Regions from separate parts of the Gossypium hirsutum genome. Here region 2 is linked to region 1. A link is a contact called in public Hi-C data. All regions are on one chromosome and are shown on one strand. The core of a region is the stretch at or near the end of the contact, and the rest is flanking DNA. Distances in the headings are between cores, read along the strand shown.

Evidence for each region. Hi-C and Micro-C count contacts between places; a contact is called where the count stands out from the background.
Region 2: a contact with region 1 is called in a Hi-C map of leaf, with 2.6 times the contacts expected there. The contact joins the promoter of LOC107951343 here to the promoter of LOC121208538 in region 1. A contact is called at or near these places in 2 of 34 Hi-C or Micro-C datasets (callus and leaf).

The regions. Positions count from the first base shown.
Region 1 is chrA02:29,463,404-29,468,923 of Gossypium_hirsutum_v2.1, forward strand. It overlaps LOC121208538 (thaumatin-like protein 1), which reads left to right and starts at 1,331. Exons shown (of 2, transcript XM_041079477.1): 1 at 1,331-2,375; 2 at 3,795-4,348. The coding sequence starts at 1,525. The coding sequence ends at 3,996.
Region 2 is chrA02:29,824,940-29,830,628 of Gossypium_hirsutum_v2.1, forward strand. LOC107951343 (receptor protein kinase CLAVATA1) reads right to left here and starts at 3,464. Exons shown (of 2, transcript XM_016886352.2): 1 at 253-3,464; 2 at 1-163. The coding sequence starts at 2,836.

The sequences.
Region 1 (5,520 bases), core at 81-2,580:
AAATGTCTTACAGACAAGGTACAAAGACTGAAAGTGAAAATAAACCTAAGATATAATGATAACTAACTTAACTAACACTAAGAACAAGAAGCAAGTGCAAGAAAATAAACTCTAAAACTAAGAAAGAAGAAGAGAAAATAGAAACCCTAGAAAAGTTGTAGAAAAACTAAGAGAAAACATAGAGAAACTAAAGCTAAAAACTAAACTAATGCGTATATCTCTCCTCAACCAAAATTGGCTGTTTTAGGCTGAATGTTGATGAAATTTCGTTGCCAAAATTGCCTCTACACAGGCATTGGGTGATTGGTGGATAGGGTGGACAAAGACTACCTTTTTTTTCCAATCTTGTCCCCCTCAGATGTTAGTGTAGTAATACCTAGAAGAGGATATCGCGATACCCTAGTCAATCTTGAACTTGGGGGTTTTCTTTGAGGGTCGAACCGCTATACCACTGAAAGGTGGTCTCCAATCTTCAAGCCTGTTGGAGGTATAGCAATTTCAAGGTATGGAGATTGCGATACCCTTTGCTTTAGTGCTGTTTTCGCTCATTTTCAACCTCCAACAGTTCCCTACACAGCTTGAAATGAATAAAAAGACATTACTTTGCTTGAAAATAAATTCCTTAAGTATATTGAGAAAGCCTAATTTACCATATCAAATTATGGCCGATCAACATGCATGGAACTTGAGCTTATATTTATGTGATTTTTTAGTAAGGTAAAATTGTGAATACTTTTGGATTTTAAAAAGAAAGTGTGTTAATTTGTACACTAATAATCAATCTTATATTAACATAAAGAAAATAAATAAATGTGGATAAATTTTAAATATTTATAGTCAATATATAAAATAAAACATAAGACATTAAAATTTGGAGTTCACATATACTTACTAATATTTCTAATAATCACGCTAAAACCTGCAAAAACAAATGTATTATTTAAATTAAAAATAACATATTGCTTAGAATACATAATTTATTTATTTAACAAATTAAAAATAAAGTGATGGAGCTTACCTAAAATTGGAAATTTCTCCAAAATTTTGATATCTTGTGGGTTAATTTTCAAAATTTGGAGATATTTTGGGGACATTTTTTATTTTTGAAATTTTATAGGGGGTATGATTTCATTTTTGGCCGATGAATGTATGATTTTTATTGTGTGCGGAGATTGTTTGGGTTTGGGGTTTTAAAAGATTAATGAGTGGGTTAGGTTTAAAATTTAAATTGTTTTTTTACTTTGACCGGTATTGACAGCATGATTCATCAATGACTCAAAATTTCAACATAATTTAAGACCTAAATCGATACCCACAATTTCGATATGGACCTCCATCAATCCAATTTTTTATTTTCATGTGGCAAAGAATAATTAATTTTACGCCCATATCTTTTCCCATATTATCGGGATTTTACCATGTAATAAGGAAATCCTGTAGGGTTAGACAGACATAGAGCCGGTACCAATAGCAACTTCTACTTAATTGGACCACCTTTCATCTGTATATGACGTTATAAATTGCATGAACTCAGTCTTTCCCAACCCAATCCCCCAAATAGAAGAAATCTCAATCTGCTGGGTTTTGGCCATCCACCACACCTTCCACTTCTTCTTCCCAACTTTTATGTCCCAACCAACATTGATTGCCGCTATTTGTGTTCTTACTCTGTCCCATGTAGTTCAAGCAACAACCTTTACCATAGTAAACAAATGCGATTATGTGGTATGGCCTGGAATTCTCTCAAACGCTGGTGTTCCAACACTTGCTACAACAGGTTTCACCCTCCAAAGAGGTGAAACCAAAACCATTACCGCCCCCACATCATGGGGCGGTCGCTTTTGGGGTAGAACCCATTGTTCGCAAGATTCCGACGGAAAATTCTCATGTCTCACCGGTGATTGTGGCTCCGGGAAGCTTGAATGTTCTGGGAATGGGGCTGCTCCGCCTGCCACTTTGGCTGAATTTACTTTGGACGGTGCTGGTGGGCTTGATTTCTTTGATGTGAGTTTGGTGGACGGTTACAACATTCCTATGTTAGTGGTTCCTCAGGGTGGCAAAGGTCAAAATTGTAGCAGCACCGGCTGCGTTGAGGATCTCAATGGCTTGTGTCCTTCGGAGCTTAGGATAATGAGCAGTAACGGCAGGGGTGGCATCGCATGCAAGAGTGCTTGCGAGGCCTTCCGCCAGCCTCAGTACTGTTGCAGCGGCGCGTATGCCACACCCGCTACTTGCAAGCCTTCTTACTACTCCCAAGTCTTTAAGAGAGCTTGCCCACGCGCCTACAGCTATGCCTATGATGATAAAACCTGCACCTTCACATGTGCCAATGCTGCCGATTACTCCATTACTTTCTGTCCTTCACCTAACACCAGGTAAATTTTCTTTTATTACAGAATGATAACATTTTCTTTATTCTTCTTTTTCTTTTTACAATATTTAATCATGTCATCTGCTTGCTAATATAAACTCGCAAAATTAAAAACAATTAAATATATTATTATTTAAAAATGAAGCGAAAATTTTCGGCAAAAATATTCTTAGGTTTCTCCAAATTTGAGTAAATTTATCTCTCACAAAAAAAATCTCAAAAAATTAAATTAATTTAATCTTTATTAATTTAAAAAATGAGTAAATAAAGACAACAAGTTAATTTATTTTTTTAAATATACATAATTTTAATTGATTTGATAAATTTAATTTTATTTACATAATTTTTTTATTTGGCTTCAATTTAAAAAATTTAACAAATTTAACCTCAATATTTATATTTAAATAATTATTATAAGATTAATTTATAAAATTAGGATCAAATTTAAAAGAATGTATAAATTTTAAAAATTAAATTTATTATAATAATTAAAATTATGTATAATTGATAAAAATATTAATATTTTAATTAGTTGAATTAAATTATTTAATTTTTTTAAGAGGAATTAATTTATTTAATTTTAAAATTAAAAGAGTCTGGAGTGGTGTTTTTTTTTTAATTTTAAATAGTGCCTTTTGTCCCGAAAAGAACGTTGGCGTGAAGGGTCTGTCAGCTCAGCCCAATTTTTCACGTGGCTCGGCGACAAACAACAATAATTTGCACATCTGACCGTTGAGGGTAGAGTCAAGACACAAAAGACTCAAACCCAACTGAAGATAGGCTGGGGGTATAAGGGTCCTTTTAGGCGTTCTGACATATTTAAATGAATAGCTGTCTAATTAATGGTCCTTGGAAGATGAAAACTGGGCTCCAGGGGATCTGAATTTAGCGCATCGATCTCTCGTGGAACCGGATCCCGTCCCGCAAATTGAGCCAAATTCTCTGACACACTGAACTCTGAAGTTCTATAATTGGCATCGTTGCTAACGGGAAGTAGGAGATACTCATAAACTACATGCTTCCAATCCCAACACATTTAACGTAAAAATATGGTAGAACTAGTTTTGGATTATATTTTATTTTTTATTTAAAAATTGATTAAATTAATATTTATACTTTATATTAAATATTAAATTATTTTTTAAAACATTTTTATCTATTTTTATTATTAGAATGTGACACATCACCTAAATATTTAGTTATTTTATTAATAATATTAATTTTTAATAGTAGAAATAAATTAAATTTTTAATTAAAAAGATTAATTTAATTTTTAATATTTAATTTATCGATTTATTTAAATAAAAGAGTCAAAATATTTTGAATCTTAATGCGGAAACCTCCACTTACTTTCACCACACATTACCATTGTTGTCAACATAATTAATTATCCAGAGTTCTTTTAACGGTTGGTAATTTGCAGCCAGAAGTCATCGCAAGAGGCGACAACGCCAGGGCAGAACACAGAAACAACAACAACGGCGATGCCAACGTCACCTCTTGTCGACAACACAATCATGTACGAAGGGTTCTTAGATGAAAGTGAGGCATCACCATTCAGGGTCACCACCTACATATTCGGAATCATCACGGTGGCAATTTGGTGGTGGTGCCAAATCTTCTAATTTATTCCATATACATAGTCGTAAGAAATTTTACTAAATCCCCTATCTAACTTTGGTCCATAGCTGAGGTGTGGGATGTGCTGGGTCTCATGGTGACATGGAATCCAGTCATGACAGAGAAAGCTCACCTGGCAATTGAATTGTATTGAAGCCCCCCCTTCATAATATTTGCAACTGCAACATGCAAGTGTTGGTGGGGATGAAGGGCCTAATGCACCATATTCTGGCTTTTAGGTTTATGGAATATTTTTCTTAGTTTTCTGTTTAACTTTTATATTATAGGAAGGATAGTATTCATTTTATTGCTGGTTGTCAGGAATCTATCAATAATTAATCATTTTTTATTACGCCAGTTTTTGTCTTAATGTTCCACCTCAAAATCATAATCATATTTGATTTTTTATTTATTTATAATTACAAGAAATTTTTACCAATTTATAATTTATGGATAAAGTTATACTAAATAAATGTATGAAGCAATAATTATATATAATTTTAAATTTTAAAAAAGTTATCAATATAAACTATAAAAATAAATTTTACTTTTAAGAGAAAAAAATATTATTAAACTTACGCTTAGAATGTTTTTGTATAATATTTTTTTTTCTAATATCATGCGTAATTCATTGAGTTGAAATTTGAATGTTTAATCATTCATCAATTAATGATTAGATGGATTAAAATCCTATCCCCATCCCTTTTCCTACAATATGTACTGATTAGAAAAGAAGAAGCAAGGATTATTTATTAGAAAATAATTAAAAATATTATAGTGACATATTAAATAATAATATTGTAATAAATAATGAAAAATATAAATTATTATAACACAATAATTATAAATGTCATCATTAAAAATTTGAAAATTGCTTAAGTTATTAATAAGAATAAATTTTTTATACATTTAGAAAACAATTTTTAGACGTTAATTTATATCAAAATTTCAATTTAGCTCACAAGTGTATATCATTAAAGTATATGTTTTTAAAATTACAAACCTTTTAAAATAAAAAAAGTGTTAATTCAGTTTTTCGGTAATTAGCAATTAATAAAGCAAATATTGATAGCAAATTTCATAATTAAAGACTAATTTTGCGGGATGCTAGGCAGTGGGATTTTCAAAGGGAATTGGAACGTGTTGTGTGCTACAAACAGAGCTATGGGGAGCGTTTATTGGACTGCGGCTTGCCTGGGATTTTGGTTTTTTAAGAGCAGTATTGGAAGTATTAAACACCCCAAAAATATTTACTCTATCTTGATAAATGGAGAAATTTAGTAGAATTTTGATATGAATTTTTTTCCAGCATTTCATACAAATTTCTTGTAGAACCTTCATCCCAAAACCATTATTTAATTTCTCCCTTCATCATCTCCATCTTCTAAAAGGCCTGAGTTTGAGCACTTATATGAGAAAGTGAGTTAGAGAGTTGAACAGATAAAATTAAGGTATGAGTTTTATAGTTTCCATCATCTACATGCTTAATGTTTATTTTTAAGTATTGAGATTTTGAACCATATTAATGG
Region 2 (5,689 bases), core at 2,214-4,713, 360 kb after region 1:
GAGGGTTGGGGTTGTTCTGATGTCATCTTCCTCACCCACCTCACAATGTCCACCCCATCTCCAAACTCCCCAACTGGTTTTCTTCCTGCTATCAGCTCCAGCAGCACAACACCGAAACTGTACACGTCGCTTTTCTCATCAACCTTCAACGTGTAGGCGTACTCTGTTGTTTAACATCACAACAAGGCCAATGCTAGTTAGCCATTAACTATAATACTGTTTTTTGCTTCGATAATTCATATAAGTACAAACCTGGGGCGATGTAGCCGTAGGAACCAGCAATGGAGGACATGCACTCGGAAGCACCAGCGTCCTGCAAGAACTTAGCCAACCCAAAATCCGCTACATGAGCTTCATAGTCTTCATCAAGCAATATGTTATTGGACTTCACATCCCTGTGTATAATCAGAGGAGAGCAATCATGGTGAAGATAACACAGTCCCCTGGCAGCTTCCAGGGCAATCGTATACCTTCTCTCCCATTGCAAATGTGCACCCTTTGGCCCATGCAACATTTCTCCTAAGCTCCCATTAGGCATATATTCATACAACAACAGATTCGTGTCTTTATTCGAAACATAACCCAACAATCTCACGATGTTTCGATGCCTAATTCGACCCAGAGTTTGAATCTCTGCCGAGAATCCACGATCGTTTCTTCCGCCCACCAATCTTTTAATCGCAACATCGAGACCATCCGGCATTGAACCGCGGTAGACAATCCCAGCTCCACCTTTGCCTATAACATTCTCATTCTTCAAGCACTCCAGCACGTCCTCAGCTTTGAAATCCAGCCTTTGGAATGCAGTAAGCTTCCAGGCTCGTGATTGTTGAAGCCTCTTCCTTCTAATTCTGTAAACCGTGATGATTATCAGTAGCAAAGCTATCATAAACGTAATGATTGTGATTATGAGCTTTGAAGCAGTGAAGGATACTGCGTGACCATGACCTGAACCTCTAGTTTGGTTTGCCAAAGATGGGCAATTGACGTGACGAGGACAGAGATTGAGGTTTCCAGTAAACGAGCTATCATTGAAGACTAAAAATTGACCGCCAATGGGAATTCTGCCCACCAAACAGTTATACGAGAGATCAAGAGTTGTGAGGCTTATCATGTTACGGATTTCAGCCGGAATTTCACCAGTTAGCTGGTTCCTTGAAAAATTGAGAATGCTTAAATCTTTGAGCTCGTCGATTCCGTCGGGAATTTCACCAGTGAAACTGTTCCGACTGAAATCAATGGAAGTAAGAGAAGTGCATCGAGAGATAGAAGGTGGGATTTCACCAGTAATATTGTTATCACTGATGTTCATCTTTGAAAGCAATTTGATATTAAAGATCTCTCCGGGGATTTCACCTGAAAACTTGTTCATTTCAAGAGACAAAACTTGTAAACTCCGCAAATTGCCGATTGCCGGAGGAATTTTTCCACTGATCCAATTGTTTGAAATTTTTAACTGACCAAGCGAAGCACCCGACATATGTGATGGAAGTTCACCGGAGAAGAAATTGTCGCCTAACTCCATAATACTCAGCAATGGCAAGTTGAAAATCCCAGCTGGAATCGTCCCATTGAGAAGGTTTTTCATGATACGAATCTTGGTAAGAGACTTGCAGTTGCCAAGTTCTTCAGGGAGTGGACCAAAGAAGAAATTTTCCATCATAATCAACGTCTCCAACCTCCCCCCCCTGCATAAATCCCGAGGAATCAATCCAGTGAGGTGATTCGAAGCAACGTCAAGCTTATAAAGCTTCCCATTGCGCCCCAGATTCTGGGGCAATTCAAACGTAAAGTTGTTTCCCCACACCTGAAACACTTCAAGATGAGGATAATCGCCTACGAATGACGGTATCAAACCGTAGAGATTGTTTTTGAACAAATTTATAAGCGTAATGTTGTTCAAAGCAGAGAAACTGTCCGGTATCTCCCCTGTGAGTTCATTTATAGAAAGATCAAGTGATTTCAAGCTGATTAAACCAGAGAGTTGAGAAGGGATACGGCCGGTGAGACGGTTGAGTTGAAGGAACAAGGAGTGCAAGTGTTTCAAATTGCTCAAACTCGAAGGAATCTCACCGGTTAGGTTACAGCTTGCCATGTCGAGAAGTTCGAGTTGACTCAATGACCCATACTCAGGTGGAATGCCTCCAACGTAGGCGTTGAAGTATCCGATTACCAAGTATTTGAGGTTTGTTAAACTAGCCAAAAAGGCAGGAGTTTTCCCTGTTAAACCGATGCCATTAAGACCCAAATATTCCAAGCTCTGGATTTCAGAGTACTCCTCCGGTATCTCTCCCATGAAAAAGTTGCCTCCGAAAGATAAATGCTTGAGATATTTAAGATTGACGACCTCAATGGGAAGAACACCCGTGAAGTTATTGTTATAAGCATCGAGAGTCTCGAGGTGAATCATGCCTGCAAAGATTTCTCCAGGGAAACTGCCTTGGAAAACATTGTTGGAGATGTTGAATATCTTAAGAGAAGTCAAATTACCCATCTCCACAGGAATCCTCCCCGTAAGACTATCGGAAGAAATAGTGAGGTTGACTAGCTTGTTGAGAAGCCCAATTTCAGGAGGAATAGTGCCAAAGAGAGGAGCAAACGACACGTTCAGAGCAACAACACTGAAATCCTCATCGCATTGAACACCAGAGAAACGGCAATGTGCTGATGGAGATGAAGAGAATTCCCAGTTCTCGAGTCCCAAACCTTTGGGTCCAATCATTGAAGACTTGAGCAGCAACAGAACTTCAAGATCACTGGAACCATAGACGATGGCTGAGAAGAGTAGTAGAAGAGTCGAGAAAACACAGAGAAGATAACTGTAAAAGCTTCTCATTTCAGTGTTCTTCTCTTTTCCTGAGCTCAGAGAGAGGTGAAGGCTTTACTATCAGTAGCTCACTACGTTAAATAGAGTTGTACTGTATATTGGGTCGCAAAGAGGATCGTAGTTCCCAAAGCATCAAATGTTGGATATGAAATAAACAAATACAAAATCTGAACTCTGAAAAAGTCAGGGAGAGAGTGTGTGAAAGGGCGGAGTCTGGATTGCATGAAACCGCTAAAGACACGGCAATACGATGGCCCATGGTTCGCATCGTACACTACATGGAATTGAAAATGGTAGAACACAGAAAGGGTTAACGTTGAATTTACTAGTTTTTAAAGCTTGTCAGCTCTGTGAGTCAAACATGAGGGAGGGAGGGAGGGAGGGTCCCCATGGCAGCAGGAAGAACGATTGAAACGTTAACTCGGGACGGAGTTGATGAAGGTTACTATTTTACGTGGGGCTTAGAGACTGTGAATTGCTAAGGGTACTATACTCATCTGGTTTGACGGCGTGATCTGCCGGTTCTAAAGATTGGCCCTATTATAAATGCAGCTGCCCACTGCATTACTGTCAGACGCCAGTTGTTTTTTCTTTTTCTGAAAGAAAAAAATCACTCGGAAAAACTGTCAAATTCACTAGGTTGAGCTTGGTAAAAATATTATACCATATATATCTTATTATTATTTTGAGCATTTGGGATTATGAAAGATGAATGTGGATTTTGTCTTTTGGGGGAGTGATGAAGACAGGGGATGGGCTTTGGGGGTCAATTGCTGGGCCCAGATTAAAGGCTGTGAATGTCCTTTCCCGAAGAAACACCTTTTTCTCCCTCTGACTCCTTTTTGGCAGTGAGCTAAAAGTCTACTCTTTTTGTTCTTTTCTCCGATCGGGACCGTCCACAAAATAGGGGACCATTGTTGATTGCCTCTGCACTAACCTCTCCTTTTGCTTCCTTCCCTATCCCTTATGCAATTGTTTATGGACCAACCCAAGTATTCTGCAACTTCTTCTAACCATCCAAGTGCTTTGACATCCAAAGTAGAATTTCTTCATCATCTCATTCAAATATTTGTCTTCTTGTTTAAGCAACATTTATGATTGGGCCATTAGCTTGTTAGAAAACTCCCAAGGGAAAAAAATAAACTATGTTATAAAATAACATATGATAGTGTTCATGAAAAAGATAATGTAAACATGACTATATCATGAATATAGATATGCTGCATTGTGAGATAAGGTATAGATTAAAGAGTCAAATGGATATTAAATTTTTTTTGTAATTTTAAGAGTCCAAATTTCAGGAGCATAGGGAAAAACAATAAAAGATGAAGGTTAACCCTCACTAGGGCTAAGAATAAAAATCAACTCAAATCGAGATATTTAGATAGTTTATCGAATATAAGTTAAAAAATCACAATGACCCGAAATTGAATTAAATTTTATTTTTTATTTACATATAATTAATTTTAGTTTTTATGATATAAAAATAAATATTTTATATTTAAAATAGTTAATAATTTAAAAGTTCTTAAAGAATTATTGTTTTTGAGAAATATTTATGAAAAAGATCTAATTTTTTAAATAATATTTAAAAGTCATAAAATAAACCTCATTTTATCAAAATAAGTCAAAAAATAAAAACAATAAATTCATATAAAAAAATTGAGAACCAAATCGAACTAAACCGAATTATGATGGATGGTTCAGAAAATTTAAAAAATCTGATTGAACTAAATCAAAACCACCCTTGACAACAAATGTTAGGTACTACAAGTTAAATTTGTATCGATACAAGTATAAGATTCTCAAAAATATCTTTGAAAAAAAAGCTTAACCTCAACACCTGTAACTGTTGAAATTATATAACATCATCTCATCATGTCCCAAATTATGGAAATCAAATTCTCTCAAATTTTTTGGTAAAGAACCCTGACCTCAATACATATGAATACGAGGCTAGGGTAAAATTAACCACATGAACCTCAACATCAATTAGTGTTGAGGTCGTTTAATATTTAAAAAATGCACAATTTGAGAAATAATGAAAAGAGAATGTTTTTTTTTTTAATTTTTGAATATGGTGAAAAAAAATATTTCTACAATAAGTATTTAAAAAAAATTCATTTTCACGGTATTTTTTGGTAGTATCTTTATATTCATGAGTGTCGAGATTAATTTAGGGTTTTGATTATTGAACTACCTTGAAATTAAGGAAAGGATAAGGTGTAACGATTCAGTTTTCAACGGTGTCGTAAAAATTTGGTTTTAGATTGAATAAATTGAGTTGAGTTAGTAAATAATTCAAATAGGTTAATTACGTGTTGAGTATGAATACGGAAGGTTGAATTGTTAGGTTTTATTGAATTAAATGAAAATTAGTTTAGACTTAATAGGTCTTTCAGTGGTAATTAATTAGCAATTCTACCATCATTAAATAAAGGGTAGTCGCTTGGAATGTATGCAACCGTTGGATCCCACCATTGTTTTGATTATTGCTTGATAACCATTGATTTTGGTTTAATAATTTTAATTAATTAAGTTAATAAAGTGGGAAAGAGGAGTGAAAACGTCTTAGCTTCATTCTCATTCTCCTATCCCCTTTACCATCCAACCCAAAGAAAAACTTTGTTCTTTTCTTTTTTCATTTTCGTAGCAAACAACAAAGAAATTAGTAAGTTGAATTATGGATAATTAATACTAGTTAATGAGAGCCTAAGATGTAGAATCGTTAATTAATCAATTTTTAATCGTGTAAAGTTTTGAGAATCTTGAATGTTTAGAGTTTAATTACATGCATGTTTGAGTTTAGCTGAAATCATGACAGGAATGAGTTAAAAATGTGATAAGAGATTATTGATTTAA